5 separate regions of the Mus musculus genome follow, and regions 2, 3, 4 and 5 are each linked to region 1. The links are chromatin contacts, called in public HiChIP or PLAC-seq and promoter capture Hi-C maps. All regions are on one chromosome and are shown on one strand. Each heading gives the region's core, a stretch centred on a gene start, on an enhancer-like site or on the middle of the called end of the contact. The rest is flanking DNA. Distances are from core to core; before and after follow the strand shown.

Region 1 (2,689 bases), core at 131-2,630:
GCACCCTCATGCATAGCCAGGATAGCGCCAAACCCTGCCCTTCCCTCCGTCTCCTGCAACGCGGCACTTTTGAGCTTGCCTCTCTTGCAACGTGGCACTTTTGAGTTCATCTCTCCTGTAACATGGCACTTTTGAGCGTTGGCCCTGATCACAGAACCCTTCGAATCCTCCCCTTGTGCAGTTTGCACCCTCAGGATACCTCGGAATCCTCCGAGCCGTCTCTTCCCCTCCCCTCGCGCAACTTGGCATAACCAGAATCACAGCCCAACCGGAATCGCATTAAAACCCTCCGAACCTTTGGGCAGCGCGGCACCGGGGCTCACGCAGTGCCGCGGAACCCTCGGAACCCTGCCCTTGTGCAGCTTCGCACCCTCAGGATAGCTCGGAACCCTCTGAGCTTTCCCTTCCCTTTCCCTCACCGCAACTCAGCACAACCAAGGATCACGGCACAACCGGAATTGCTCCGAACCCTCGGGCAGCACTGCGGCGCAGTGCCGCGGAACCCTCTAAACCCTCCGAATCCCCTCCTTGTGCAGCTTTTCACCCTTAGCCTCTCTCGCAACTCGGCACAACCAGAATCGCAGCACAATTGGAGTTGTGCTAAAATCCTCTGAACGGGGGGGGGGGGGGGGGGCAGCGCACACGCCAGCACCCTGGCTCGCGCAGTGCCGCGGAACCCACCGAACCTTCCCCCTGCCCCGCAAACCGCGGATCAGGTCGTGTAGAAATCCTCCGATCTCCACCCCCCCCCCCAACTCTCCAGCAGCGTGGTGCCCTAGCGCGAACCCCTGCTCCCCTTGCGCAGCGTGGCACCCTCGTGCTCTAGATCGCCCGTAAACCCCCCCCCCCCCCAGTGCAGCAGTCGGCCCGCGCTGGACGCCCCCCTCCCTTCTCCTCTTGCTGACGCGGCATGGCGGCAGCGCGGCTTTCGGCTTTCTACCGGCCCTATCGGCCCTCGTGTAGTTCAGAACACTGGTGAGCAGTGGGGCACCCTAGTGCTGAGTTTTCTTGTAGCCCAGAAATCTTCACCCTAGCGCTGAATCTCGCGTAGGGGAACCTTTGAGCGGCCTGGAACTCTTGGTCGGAGCCCTCGAGCTGCCGGATCAGTGGAACCCTCACCTCGCGTAGAGCCCTTCCCTCCTGTGGAACCCTTCCTTTGCGGAATCCTCTAACGCGTGGAATCCTCCCCTTGCAACGGAATCCTACCCTCATCTGCAGAATCCTCCCCTCGCATTGCCGCGCTTCACGCGGGGAACCCTAGCTTACCTCAGTTCCCCAGGATGTCTGCGTGGTAACTGGCGGTGCTGTGCTTCTTGCTGCCCGCTAGAGCAAGGAGGGATAGATATAATGTTGAAGCCTCGGCAGGGGGTGGAGATTATTAAGTTCCGCCCCAACTGTGTCACTTAATCCCCCCTGCTCAGCCCAACCTCACCAGGCTTTGGCTCCTCCTCTTGCTCCAGCCTGGAGCCTGTGTTTTAGATGGCCTTACAGTCCTGGAAGTGTTTCTATAAATTGCCTGCTGAGCAGGTCAGAAAGATTTAGAGGAACACCAGAGAGACCAGATATTTCAAGCAGACTTGAATAACAGATATTACGGTTATGTTTCTTCTTCTTCTTTTTAAAAGCTGTTGTCTAATTGAGTAGTCCTTGCTTGTCTTGAACCCCGAGAGAGATACACTTCTCTTAGTCTTTCCATTGCTTGGATGCAGAGTATGCAGTGCCACTCCTGTGAAGGTTTTCCTGACCACCAAGCCACCAAAAGCATAGTTTTACAGGACATAAACAGGCAGTTCTCTTCCACACAACTCAGTTGCCAGTATTGGTTCAAAATTTGAGACTTACAGTTTATTTTAGGCACATTTAAGCAAAGCACAATTAAAAAAAAGTTCTCTGGTTTTAATTAACTCCATCCCATGTGTTCAATAAATCTTTACTTATGACTACATTGATTCTTTTGTGAGGTTCAAGTGAGTCTTCTGTATAGATAGATTCTATAGATTAAGGAAGTAGGCTCATGGGAGGAGTCTGGGGGAAGCAGGCTCATGGGAGGGGTCTGGGGCAGCTGCTGTGGCCTGGCCTTACAGAAATAGCACAGAGGTCACCAGGCTATTAACCACCCCTGCCCCCAGCCTCCTGGGCTGGAAACAGGTTATCTACTCTCCCTTTGAAGAGACAACCCTGCGTGTTTAACATTCCTGGCTTGCCTAGTGCTTATCTGTGAGAAAAGAGCCTACGTGCTTTTATGTTTGTTCATTGTGTGTTCATTCTTATCCTCTCCAAACAGGTGACTCACTTTTGAGAAGTTCAGCCAGATCACTCCTGGAATTCAACACCACTATGGGCTGCCAGCCTTCAGATTCACAGCACAGAATCCAGACTAGCATTACATTTCTGTGTGGGAAGACCCTGGTGAGTGGGGCCCTCTTCAAGCTCTTTGTTAAGAACATTTTCCCCTTCTGGTGTTCTTGTTACAGGAATTCTGATCCTGGAGGACTAAATGGTCAATTTCCCCCTCCCCCCAATTTATATTCACATCACGTCACTACCACCCAGAACCACCAACTAAATGTGTCTTAAAGATGGTGAGAATTGGAGTGAAACTTGAGTTAGGATGAATGTTAATTTTAGACCAACCTATAACCACACTATTGTGCAAATTGAGATCTTAAAGTCTGTTTGTGGCAGCATG
Region 2 (2,689 bases), core at 99-2,598, 420 kb after region 1:
AGGCAAAAAGGCCCTGCACACAAACCGAGTTAGTATCAAGTAATCTAGGTCTCTATGCACATCGAGTGGTACGATGAGATGATGTAAATGTCTTTAGTTCCTTCTAGAATATGCGGTACCCAGTAGACAATGAAGGATAAAAAAAAGTCATGGCTCTTCCTGAGGCTGATTTGTGTTCAGCGTTTTATGAGTGGGAAGCAGTGTGCCCATTGGCTCACTTCCTGGCAGCAGTCAGAGGTTTCCTTATCGACTCTCCTCATATGCAATTTAAGGAGGGCTCAGGTTAGCCCAGTGTAGAGGGAGACGAAACTATCAGAATTACAGAGAGATGGGAAACACTCTGCAGAGCTCTCAGTGAAAATGAATGGGTCTTTAAAATTATTAGGATAGACTGAGTTCATTTCCTTTGAATGCTTCGTTTTGCTTTGTTCTCTCTCCCTCCATTAGGCAACTTCTCACGGCTGCTTCCTTAGTGTCTCCCGAAGTCCTAATGCAATATGTGCACTGAATAGTTGTTGACTGACTGCATGTTGTTGAATTAATGAAAGGGATGTCAACTCAGAAATCCAGCACTGGCAGACATTATAGATAATGTAGTCTACTGTAACAACAGCAAGAGTATGCTCTTTAATTACAGAGACATTTCTGTAACACAGCTGATTTCAGAGTATCTTTATCTTGCTTAGCTCTTAAATCTTACCTTGAAATTTTTTCTTTCAGTCAGTTAAAAAAATTTGTTCAAAATTTATATCTCTACATAGCAAAGCTAAAGAATCATTTTTTTAAAAAAAATCAAACTAAGTGGAAACAAACATATTTGATTCTGAATACGATTTCTGAACTGAATCTGGATTTCAGAAGGCATGATTGCAACTCAAAGGCTGTAAAGCTGCGCAAGCTAAGAATGACTGAAAGATGCTCTGCTATTTCAATTCTTTTAATAACTTCAAATCTTTACAACTTCTTTATCCCTTTCTTTCTTCTTTAGTGTAGCAACTGTGCAAGTTTCTGAAAAAGCACTTTCTAACCTTGGGATCCTGGGTGAGGACGGCGTCCTCTGCTGCCTGATTGGTGTGTCACTCTGATGGTCTGAGTCTGCAGAAGGCCCACACTTCCATGTCAGAGCTGTGGGCGTCTGGGTGACATCATCCTTATTCCGAAAGGCAGAATCCAGTGGCGCAGAGACCTTGAGCTCCAGTTTATGAAGCATTCCTGCTCGCCCAGACAACCCTACCTCTCCAAATGTCTCCTGTGCCCTTAGCCTCAGGACCTCCCGAGGCCACCCGCGGTCACCCAGCGACACCTGATTTACCACTGGCCAGTGCGCTCCTCCCTCCCGCCTCGCCCCGCCCAGGCGGACTCAGCCGCCCGCCGAGGCGTGTCCCTCGCTGCCCGCCGTAGCCCAGCGTTCGGCCGGCCGCCGTTCCCAAGATGGCCGCTGCGCGCACGGCTCCTGCGGCGGGCTAGAGGCGGAGGCGGAGTCGAGTCACTCCCTCACCCCGCGGCTCCTGGTCTTCCCGCACCAGGCTGCAGCTGACGACCCGCCGCGGTCATGCGAAGCTTGGTGCACGGATGAGAGACGCCATCGCCGAGCCGGTGCCCCCTCCTGCCCTCGCCGACACCCCTGCAGCCGCCATGGAGGAGCTGCGGCCAGCACCGCCGCCACAGCCCGAGCCGGATCCGGAGTGCTGCCCAGCGGCGAGGTGAGTGCACGGCTGCAGCTGCAGCTCGGAGGGAGCAGGGTGGCGCGTGAAGGGGGCGTGGGGTCCTCGGCTGCGCGCCAGGTGGGCGCGGAGCATCCGGACCTCCGGTGGCGGGAGGGGCGCGGTGCAGCGCGGAGCCCGGTGCTCCGCTTCCGCGCGACCCCTGCCCGGGCTCGGAGGCCAAGCTCCCGAGCGACCCTGGCCTTTGCAGTAGTGCTCCCCGGGGCCCTGCTGCAGACAGCCCCAGCTTGCCCCGGACTGCCGCTCGGGCTCGGATCAGTGATCGGATGGAAGGAAGGTGGTCCATCTTTCTCCTTTTTCCAGGAAAAGAGAGGCGACGTGCCTCTCGGCAGTTCCTTGCTCCTTCAGCCCTTTGCAGCGCGCCTCCCAGCCTTCTGTCCCCAGGGCGAAGCTTCACGTAACTGCAGACAAGGTTCCTTGTCAGAGATCCTTTTACTGTCTTCTAGCAACAGCCTGATGCAGTGTTGCGCACGAAAATAGCTAAGGGTTTATGTGTGAAACTTTGCTACCGCAGGAAGCTCCAAGATGGAACTTTGGTACCCAGAGTATCTGTTGCATTCTGCTCCGTAGAAGCTCTTTTAACTGCTACGAAGAGTCTCAAGTTTTAATTGGGAGGGTAAACTCACGGTGTCCTGATTTTGTGTTTAAATGCCAGTCCTTTGCATCTCAGGATAAACTTTGACTGCTTCCTGTCCCCTATAGTGAAAACACTCCCACAACTCCTCCTGGCTTAAGGTCTCGCTCTATAACCTCAGGAAGAAGGCAGTTAAATAGCTTTGCTTTTTCCTGCTTGAAGAAATAGCAAATTTATAGTTGTAGCGAGACCCGAACACGGGAGCCATTCACATCCTTGCTTGTCACCACTGGGTTGCCTGAGAGGAATTTTACTTTTTCAAAGCCGTGAGAGCTACTGCATTGTGTTTCTTAATTTCAAGATAGTTCTGTGACATCTTTTGGGGCATTTT
Region 3 (2,689 bases), core at 76-2,575, 380 kb after region 1:
ATTGCTATTGCTATTGGTTAAGAGTATTTACTGGTCTTCCAGGGGGCACATGTTACATGTTTCATTCCCAGCATTCAATTTAGGGGCTCACATCTACCTGTTGCTCCAGCCCAGATGATCAGACACCTTCTTCTAGCCTTTTTGGCAGGTACCTGATCACACACACGTACACACCACATACAATTTAAAAACAAAACAAATCTTAAAATAAAAAAGAAAGAAAGAAAGAAAGAAAGAAAGGAAGGAAGGAAGGAAGAAAAGAAAAAAGTTCTTAATATCATGTAGTATGCTAGCTGTTTGTTAATACCCGCTGTATGTTACTATCCATGACTGTAATGTCACATAGTATCCTGGCTATATGTTACTATCCGTGACTATAATGTCACATAGTATCCTGGCTATCTGTTACTATCCATGACTGTAATGTCACATATTATCCTGGCTATATGTTACTATCCATGATTGTAATGTCACATAGTATCCTGGCTATATGTTACTATCCATGACTGTAATGTCACATATTATCCTGGCTATGTATTAACAGCCATGAGTGACCTCAGAATGTTTGTTATACTTGTTGCTACTGCTTCTTTGGCCAGGATCCCAATTCTTTTCTCATCTAGAATCATTCTATGCAACACAATTTTTTTCTCATTGTTATTTGGATTTTATTTCCCCTGTCATCGGAGATTTTATCTGCTAGCTTTCTCCTTGGTAGTGTGCTGCAAAATTACCCGCTCTGATCGGCTTTTTAACAATGTTCTCAAAAAAACCAAAAAAACAAAAAAAAACAAAAACAAACAAACAAAAAAAAAACAAAACCTCTATCCCTTCCAGTCACAAGCTCTACCCTCTCAAAGTCGCCAGTTTAAAGACTAAATGGAAGCAAGCCTAGGGCTAGGCCACCCATGGAGGATGAGGTCATGTGACTGCTATAGCATCTCTCTGCAAAGACTAAAGGAAACAGCAGGCACCACCAACTGCACGGCTGCTAGACACCATGCGTCTCCACACAAGCTGTCTAACGCCCACAGCCCACAGCATTTGCTGAACCCGGCGTGGCCACCAGGGTTTCAGAGAAAGGCAGAGAGAAGCCGAGACGCTGAAGGAGACTATAGCTGCTGCCCCACCCAGGATGGAGTTATACTCCTAACCCAAGGTCATCCCGAAATAGCATGGACCAACAATGCGCTTGCTCATCTCATAGTACAGCAGAGTACTATTTGCCCCCATGACCCAGTATCTAAGTGGGGTGTGATACAGCGAGTGAGAAAGTGCGGTGTCATCAGCCTGGGAAATGACTATGATTCAAAAGGCAGTTTCTACTGAATGAGTATCAAATTCACATCACCCTAGCTGCAAAACTGAAAGTAGATTGCTTGTGGTCAGGGAGTGTGTAGTGCCCATATTTCCCCTGCTTCTTACATCATAACCTGCCCGGACTGTTGTTTCCTAAGCACGAGTGCTCAGCAGATCATTCAATAGCCAAGCCTTTCTTTTGTGATCGTTAACAAACTGAATGATTGACACTTAGAGAAATTCTGTCATGTTATCTACAGGGCCGCCAACCACAGCCCCTGAATTCAAGCAACCATCTCTAAGAATAGGGGATCCTTGGGCAGGAGAGATGGCTCAACAATACTGGCTTCAGAAGCAAGAGAGCCAGAGTTCAGGTCCCAAAGCCTGTGTAAATGACAGGCGAGACATGGTGAGTCACTTCCAACTCCAGTCTCAGAAGCCAAAAGACAGGAGATCCCGGGCGCAAGCTGGCTAGCCAGACTGACCAACCCAGGAAGCTCTGGGTGTGAGTGAGAGACCTTGTGTGATGGTTTGTATATGCTTTGTCCAGGGAGTGGCACTATTAGGAAGTGTGGCCTTGTTGGAGTAGGTGTGACACTGTGGGTGTGGGCTTAAATACCCTAGTGCTAGCTGCCTGGAAGTGAGTCTTAAACTAGCAGCTTTCAGATGAAGATGTAGAACTCTCAGCTCCTCCTGTACCAAGCCTGCCTGGATGCTGCCTTGCTCCTGCCTTAATGATAATGGACTGAACCTCTGAACCTGTAAGCCAGCCCCAATTGAATGTTGTCTTTATAAGACTTGCCTTGGTCATGGTGTCTGTTCACAGAAGTAGAACTATGACTAAGACATCTTGATCAAAAAGCAAGGTGGGGAGCAGTTAAGGAAGCCTCCAGCCATTACTCTTGGGCCTCCAAACATGCTTTGTTTACATACACATGTGCTCCCACCCATATACAACACAGTCACACACATGCACAGATACACACTGTGTAAAAAAAAAAAACATATAAAGCATAGAGAAGCCTCCATGGTAGACTGAGGGTGGTGGCCTGAGGGGGCAGTCACTTCTTTCTTGGGACATCGCCCATTGAGGGTGGCTCTTCTCATTGATCCAGTAGTATAAGGAATGAATTGGTTGTGTTGAAATGAATGAATGAGCCTCCAACCTCTTCCAAGAATGTTAATTAACCTTGAGAAATACTCTGCCTTTAAAATTTTTACAGTAAGGGCCAAAAGTGGTTAAAAGGCACATTAGTTAATTTTCCATCGCGGTGACAAAATAGGTGAGGAAAACCCAACTTGATGGATTTGTTCTGACCCCAGGTTCAGAGGGTTGAGTCTGTGGCTGACTGGCTCCACTGAGCTCAGCTTGAGGGAAGGAAGGAAGGAA
Region 4 (2,689 bases), core at 76-2,575, 330 kb after region 1:
TATAGAAAACCCTTCATTCTCACAGTACTCTACAATGTCCTACAAGCTAAAGAATCCATTGTATGGGAGGGGATGTATGTTTGTTCGCATGTGTCCATGCAGGAACCAAATGCACACTTGTGCATATGCATAGAAAGTCCAGAGATCAGTTTCAGGTGTCTTCCTCAATTGTTCATCCCCTCAGTTTTGGAGACAGGGTCTGTCACAGAACCTGGAGTTCACTGAGTCAGCGAGACTAGCTCTAGGAGTCCTCCTGTGTCTCCCCCTGGGCCCCAGTGTTGGGGTTACAGGTGCATATCTTCATGCCAAGCGTTTGACATAACACTGGGGATTTGAGCTTGGGTCTCCACGCTCGTGCGGCAAGTGCTTTACCAACTGAGCCCTGTCCTGTGGTTTGTGACTTGCTATTCAATGTAAGAGGGTGCCTTTCTGTGGATGGACCATCCAGATGCTATCCAGCTACACTAAGATCAAAAGGTGTTTGGCCGAGGCTATTTATTCTACCTTTCTGCGTCCCAGATCTTCTCGCCTGTTAAATGCTGAACTGCTTACAAGAATCTGGACAAGTGGTGTTCACCAAGAGAAAGTGATTTGGAAGTGAGCTCTTCACAGAAGTGAAACAGCTCTGTTTTCAAAGAACCTGCACCTAAATAGAGTTATAAAGTTCCATGGATTCACACGTATTCTAACTTTGATTTTTTTTTTTCAGACCCAAAGCCTTAGTGCATTCAAGAGATTAAAAAAAAAAAAAAAAGACTGGAAATGAGGAACGCCCTGTTTTCATCCAGGACCCACACTGTCTCCAGCTTTGCAGCAGACATGATTTCCCAGAATGACCAAAACAGACCCAGCTTCTCACAGGAATGTCATGCATAGGGTCCTTTACAGGACACCAAGACCTTTGCTCTTCGGTCTGTGGGGTGCGGCTATGATACAATCAAAGCCAGAAAACGTCAGGCTGTCAGAGAGCAAGGTCCTCCTATTTGCTGAATGACCTGTTCAAGCCCTGGATCACCCTAGTGAATCCAAGGGAACCACTCAGGCAGGTCTTGTATTCATTCATTTACTGGGATGCAAGGGAAGGCTCTGGGGACATGAGGGACATCAGCTGATTTATAGAGTAACTTCCTGTCCCTCCTTCTAGCTTTCTAATACATCAAAATGTCCCAAGACATCGCCTCTCTGTTTACAGCCCAGAACCATGGCCCAGTGTTTGAGACCAGAGAACTCCCTCCAGCAGCCTGCGCTGACTGGACCAGTCCTTGTTTCTGCCAGAATCATCTCCCTGTCATCTGGAAGCCATCAGGCACAGCTAATGTGCACTGCGTGCCTGTTGCCTGTCCCAAAAGTGTTATTTCTCAAAATAGCTGACCGTTTGTGAGCTGTGTCCACGGGGGTGGACCTGCTTCCAAACATTCCTAATTCCATGGAACAAGCCTAATTACCCAATGTCTAGCTTTAAAAAATACATCTCAGCAGGGAAAATAAGGACAGAAAGAAGAACAATGGAAATGAGACTTGCGTTTGTGTTTGTGAATTGTTTCTTGTCTCGTTCTGTTCTCTTCCTTACCTGGGTTTGTCTGCTTGGTTTTTGCTTTTTTGTGTGTGTGCCAACAGAGGCCGGAAGAGGGTGTTAGATCACTTTGAGCTGAAAGTCCAGGTAGCGGTGAACCATTTAATACAGATTCTGGGAGCCAAGCTCTAGTCATCTGGAAAAGCAGCAGGCTCTCTTAACTGCTGGTCTCTAGCCCTATACTTGTGGGATCTGACTCTTGTTGTTGTTTTGGTTTGGGGCTTTCGTTTTTTGAGCTAAGGTCTCTCTATATAGCCCTGGCTTTCCTGGAACTTACTATGTAGTCCAGGCTAGCCTCAACCTCACAGAGATCCACCTGCTTCTATCCCCCAAGTGCTGGGATCAAAGGCATGTGCCACCATGCTGAGCACATGTTTATAGGTTTTAAAAGTGCTTTGATGTAATCAAACAATCTCATTTGATTCTTTCATTATATTAAGAGAAGCTTTGTCAGCCTGGAGTAACTGATGGATTAGCTTTGTCAGCCTGGAGTAACTTAGATTAGCTTTGTCAGCCTGGAGTCACTGAGGGAGGAGCTTTGTCAGCATGAAGTGGATGCAAATTATTAGCTGGTGGGCATTAGGTAATGGAGACACGGAGGTGTTTCTGCACCTTATATTTTAATTCTTTCTCTATATGGGGAAACTGAATCTGGACTCCTTTTAAAGGAATATGCCTGGGGTATGCAGAACTGGACTGAATCCTGGTTTTTTGATTAAGTTTACCCCCATTTTTTCCTAATTTCCCATACTTTTGCATACTAGACAGCTCTGCCCCATGGTGGTGGGTCGAAAAACCCTGCCATGAAGCCACTGTCTTTACTCAGCTTGGGATTCAAACCCAGGGGCACCCATACCGGCTTAGTTTCAGCAGGGCAATGTCACGGTTGTTGGGCTCCAAGATCAGTTTGGCTACTGATATTTCCTGAACATCCAACCCACGGATATATTCTTCGTGCGCACCCAGGATAACCTTGTAGAATTCAGGTCTTGAAGATCTAGAAAGGATGGTGACATCAGGAGTGAAACATAGTCCAAACCCTTCCCTGGTGCCTTCCAGTGCCGTGCACATCACACGGTCACCCAACACATCAGCATCAAAACAGGTGCGGCAAGA
Region 5 (2,689 bases), core at 92-2,591, 270 kb after region 1:
CACACACACACACACACACACACACACACACGTTTGTGTCTCTGATGACAATGTCAGGAAATTTGGTGATCTAAGATGACCTATGATCCTTGTTGGGTTTAGGTCTCCCGAGGAACCACCAAACACACCTGGTGCTTTATTGGGGTGGAGGGCTTAGCCTATGAAGCCCCCAGGTGCCACTATCTGCTGATATTTCTTTAAACACTGTAAATTTAGCCCAGCTGTCTATTATATACAGCAACACATAGGGAATGCAGAGAGGACCCAGAGGCTTGGAGTGTCCATCCCAGCATGCTGAAGTGTGCTGCTCACAGAGAGCAGTCACAGAGAGCACTTGAGTCTCAAGTGTTCCCCATACCAGAAACTTTGACACTTAAAAGAAATCAGCCTCCTGACCACAGGCTCCCGAGAGTGACCAGTCCTCAAGTAGAAGAGGATCGGGAGGGAAAGCCATCACAGGTATGATAGGGGTCCTGAAGGGAGGCACCCTTCAGTTCCCAGGGTAGTTCACCGACTAGGGACAGCATGTCCTTGAAGACAGGGAGAGACCTTCAGCCCTCAGGTTTGGTATCAGTATGTTACAATGTTTAAAACAGTCCATTTGGCTGTTGAGATGGCTCAGCAGGCAGAGATGCATGCTGTACAAGCCCAAGGGCCTTAGGTTGAGCCCTGGAACCCATAAACAAAAGAACTGGCTCTGTGGCATTGTCCTCTGACCTCCACCTGGCATGTATGTGCCCCAGCATGTGTGCACATACCCCCGCCCGCACACTAGTAAGTTTTTAAAATATAAAAATGAAAGCAGTTCATAAAAAGGAGGCTAAACTGAATTTCCCTTCAAAAGACAGCCTCAATGAATCCCTGGGGGAGAGAATTTGGAGAGTGTTATTAGTCAGGATTCTCGAGAGGAACTGAATTGATAGAATGTATATATATATATTTATATATATACACACATATATATATATTTATATATATACACATATATATACACATACACACAGAGAGAGACACACAAACACATATATATCATATATCACATATATATCCCATTTTCTATATATATATGTATATATATATATACACCCCATGTTTATATGATATATATGTAATATTTATTCTATATATATTATTCCTACAATGATTTATTGGGGAGGCTTACATGCTGTAGTCCAACTATTCTCTCTTGATAGAAAGTCCAAGAGTCCAGTAGTTATTCAGTCCACGAGGCTGGATGTCTCAGCTGGTCTTACAGTATCTGTTGGAACCCCAAAGAGGCAGGCTGCAGTGCCAGTGAAGAAATGAACTTGCCAGTGAGAGTGAGGACAAGCAGGCAAAGAGCAGGTGCTTCCTCCTTGTGTTCTTTATATAGTCTGCCACCAGAAGGCGTGGCCCAGATTTAAGGTGGATCTTCCTATCCGAAAAGATCCAGATTTAGGGTAAGTCTTCCCACTCAAATGACTCAATCAAGGATTCCTTACTGGTGTACCTAGCTGCTTGGGTTTTAGTTAATCCCAAATGTAGTCAATTTTGCCAGCCAAGAAAAGCCATCACAGAGTGCAAGTACTGTGAAGGGATCTTGCAGGGACAACCTTCAGATCCCTAGCACAAAGGGAGTTTCTGACTCTCACAGGTTTTCAGAGGAGGCAGGGAAGAGGTTCCATGTAACGCAGCCTGTGTGACCCCTGACATGGAAGAAGGCTCTAGACATAAACTTACAATGGAAGGTTCTCTCAGGCTGGGTTATCATGAGAGCTGGGCCCTAGCAGCTGAAACAAGAGGGAAAAAAACTGGAAGGCCACAGTGCAGGCAGCTTCCTTGTCAAATGTCCAGGAACTGAAGGGTTGTGGCCTGATTTCTGGGCAAGAGAGGGGCAGTTAGAGGGGTCTCTGATCTAACAGACACAGAACTACATCCCTGGATTTGTTTAAATACAAATGTGTTGTTGACACTTACTTTGTGCCTTTGCAAGCCAGCATGCGCAAAGTCATAAAAATAGAATCCAGGCTAGATGGATCAGGCTGGGATCCACCGAGCAAAAGGATTATATTGAACTAATTTGGAAGGACTAGAAAAATAGAGGGAAAAGGTAGGCACCACGGTGCAGTCTTGGTAATGAGCCTCTGCCCAGACTGATGGCCAACTTTGACATCCCCATCAATACAGTGTATACTGGAAAGCCAAAGAGGTGAGCTCTAATGCCAGGGAAGAAATGGGCTTGCCAGTGAGAGTGAGGGCAAGCAGGCATGTCATTTATATAAGGTGACACCAGAAGGCGTGGCCCAGATTTGAGACAGGTCATCCCACCTCAGTCAGGGGGGTCAGATCCCTTTGCCCACGTGTGGCTAGGTCAGGGTTGTAAGCACTAAATAGCACCTCCAGCCACCAGTCACCACTGTCACAGTCAGAATGGGGACAGGAGCTGCATCAAGACCAGAAGCAGAGCCCTTCCTTCTGATCGCACATTAGCTCCCTAAACCCAAGCAGCTCCGCACCGGCAAAAGAGCCTGAGAAACGCAACATCTATCACTGGTCCCTGGCATGCAGAACGCTCAGAAAAGCAGGCATTATCTGGCCAGTCAGCGTTCCAAGTATTTTAGAAAATGTGAATAGACATCTATTTTTAATTAATCCTGTATAAATACAGGATATAAAAATCCTTTCAGACTGCTGCTCTTATGGAGGAGTA

Evidence for each region. Promoter capture Hi-C pulls out the DNA fragments that hold promoters and counts their contacts. HiChIP or PLAC-seq counts read pairs in DNA pulled down with a chosen protein or histone mark.
Region 2: a FOXA1 HiChIP or PLAC-seq map of pancreatic cancer cells shows a contact between it and region 1. The contact joins the promoter of 4732491K20Rik here to the promoter of Airn in region 1. A contact is called at or near these places in 1 of 39 promoter capture datasets (hippocampal neurons) and 4 of 115 datasets of contacts at active chromatin or transcription factors (bone marrow-derived dendritic cells, extraembryonic endoderm stem cells, memory CD8 T cells and 1 more).
Region 3: an HNF4G HiChIP or PLAC-seq map of pancreatic cancer cells shows a contact between it and region 1. The contact joins the enhancer-like site here to the promoter of Airn in region 1. A contact is called at or near these places in 1 of 39 promoter capture datasets (the HPC-7 cell line) and 4 of 115 datasets of contacts at active chromatin or transcription factors (CD8 T cells, effector CD8 T cells, memory CD8 T cells and 1 more).
Region 4: a promoter capture Hi-C map of the 3T3-L1 cell line shows a contact between it and region 1, with 4 times the contacts expected there. The contact joins the enhancer-like site here to the promoter of Airn in region 1. A contact is called at or near these places in 9 of 39 promoter capture datasets (the 3T3-L1 cell line, 3T3-L1-derived adipocytes, HPC-7-derived erythroid cells and 5 more), 7 of 115 datasets of contacts at active chromatin or transcription factors (the SCID.adh cell line, bone marrow-derived dendritic cells, craniofacial prominence and 4 more) and 1 of 9 other capture datasets (embryonic stem cells).
Region 5: an H3K27ac HiChIP or PLAC-seq map of T-cell acute lymphoblastic leukemia shows a contact between it and region 1, with 6 times the contacts expected there. The contact joins the promoter of C030013G03Rik here to the promoter of Airn in region 1. A contact is called at or near these places in 1 of 39 promoter capture datasets (the 3T3-L1 cell line), 1 of 15 datasets of contacts at CTCF or cohesin (the NIH/3T3 cell line), 1 of 484 Hi-C or Micro-C datasets (nephron progenitors) and 2 of 115 datasets of contacts at active chromatin or transcription factors (T-cell acute lymphoblastic leukemia and large pre-B cells).

Annotation. Positions count from the first base shown.
Region 1 is chr17:12,740,002-12,742,690 of GRCm38.p6, reverse strand. It overlaps Airn (antisense Igf2r RNA), which reads right to left and starts at 1,380. Exons shown (of 3, transcript NR_027773.1): 1 at 1,267-1,380. It overlaps Igf2r (insulin-like growth factor 2 receptor), which reads left to right. Exons shown (of 48, transcript NM_010515.2): 3 at 2,285-2,409.
Region 2 is chr17:12,317,512-12,320,200 of GRCm38.p6, reverse strand. 4732491K20Rik (RIKEN cDNA 4732491K20 gene) reads right to left here and starts at 1,348. Exons shown (of 2, transcript NR_045290.1): 1 at 1,029-1,348. It overlaps Map3k4 (mitogen-activated protein kinase kinase kinase 4), which reads left to right and starts at 1,541. Exons shown (of 27, transcript NM_011948.2): 1 at 1,541-1,703. The coding sequence starts at 1,573.
Region 3 is chr17:12,362,862-12,365,550 of GRCm38.p6, reverse strand. The region is part of intron 1 of Gm41527 (a long non-coding RNA gene); the gene reads left to right. Among named protein-coding and RNA genes, the nearest start is that of Gm41527, 6.1 kb to the left of the region's middle. Within about 2 kb of position 1,325, at least 91 of the 459 cell types and tissues checked have an H3K27ac peak or open chromatin away from gene starts, as enhancers often do. A contact at or near this core is called in CD8 T cells, the HPC-7 cell line, effector CD8 T cells and 2 more, where this site is marked.
Region 4 is chr17:12,411,342-12,414,030 of GRCm38.p6, reverse strand. It overlaps Plg (plasminogen), which reads right to left. Exons shown (of 19, transcript NM_008877.3): 16 at 2,430-2,570. Among named protein-coding and RNA genes, the nearest start is that of Plg, 34 kb to the right of the region's middle. Within about 2 kb of position 1,325, at least 30 of the 459 cell types and tissues checked have an H3K27ac peak or open chromatin away from gene starts, as enhancers often do.
Region 5 is chr17:12,465,496-12,468,184 of GRCm38.p6, reverse strand. It overlaps C030013G03Rik (RIKEN cDNA C030013G03 gene), which reads right to left and starts at 1,341. Exons shown (of 2, transcript NR_077217.1): 1 at 1,163-1,341. All of the region lies in intron 1 of Slc22a3 (solute carrier family 22 (organic cation transporter), member 3), which reads left to right.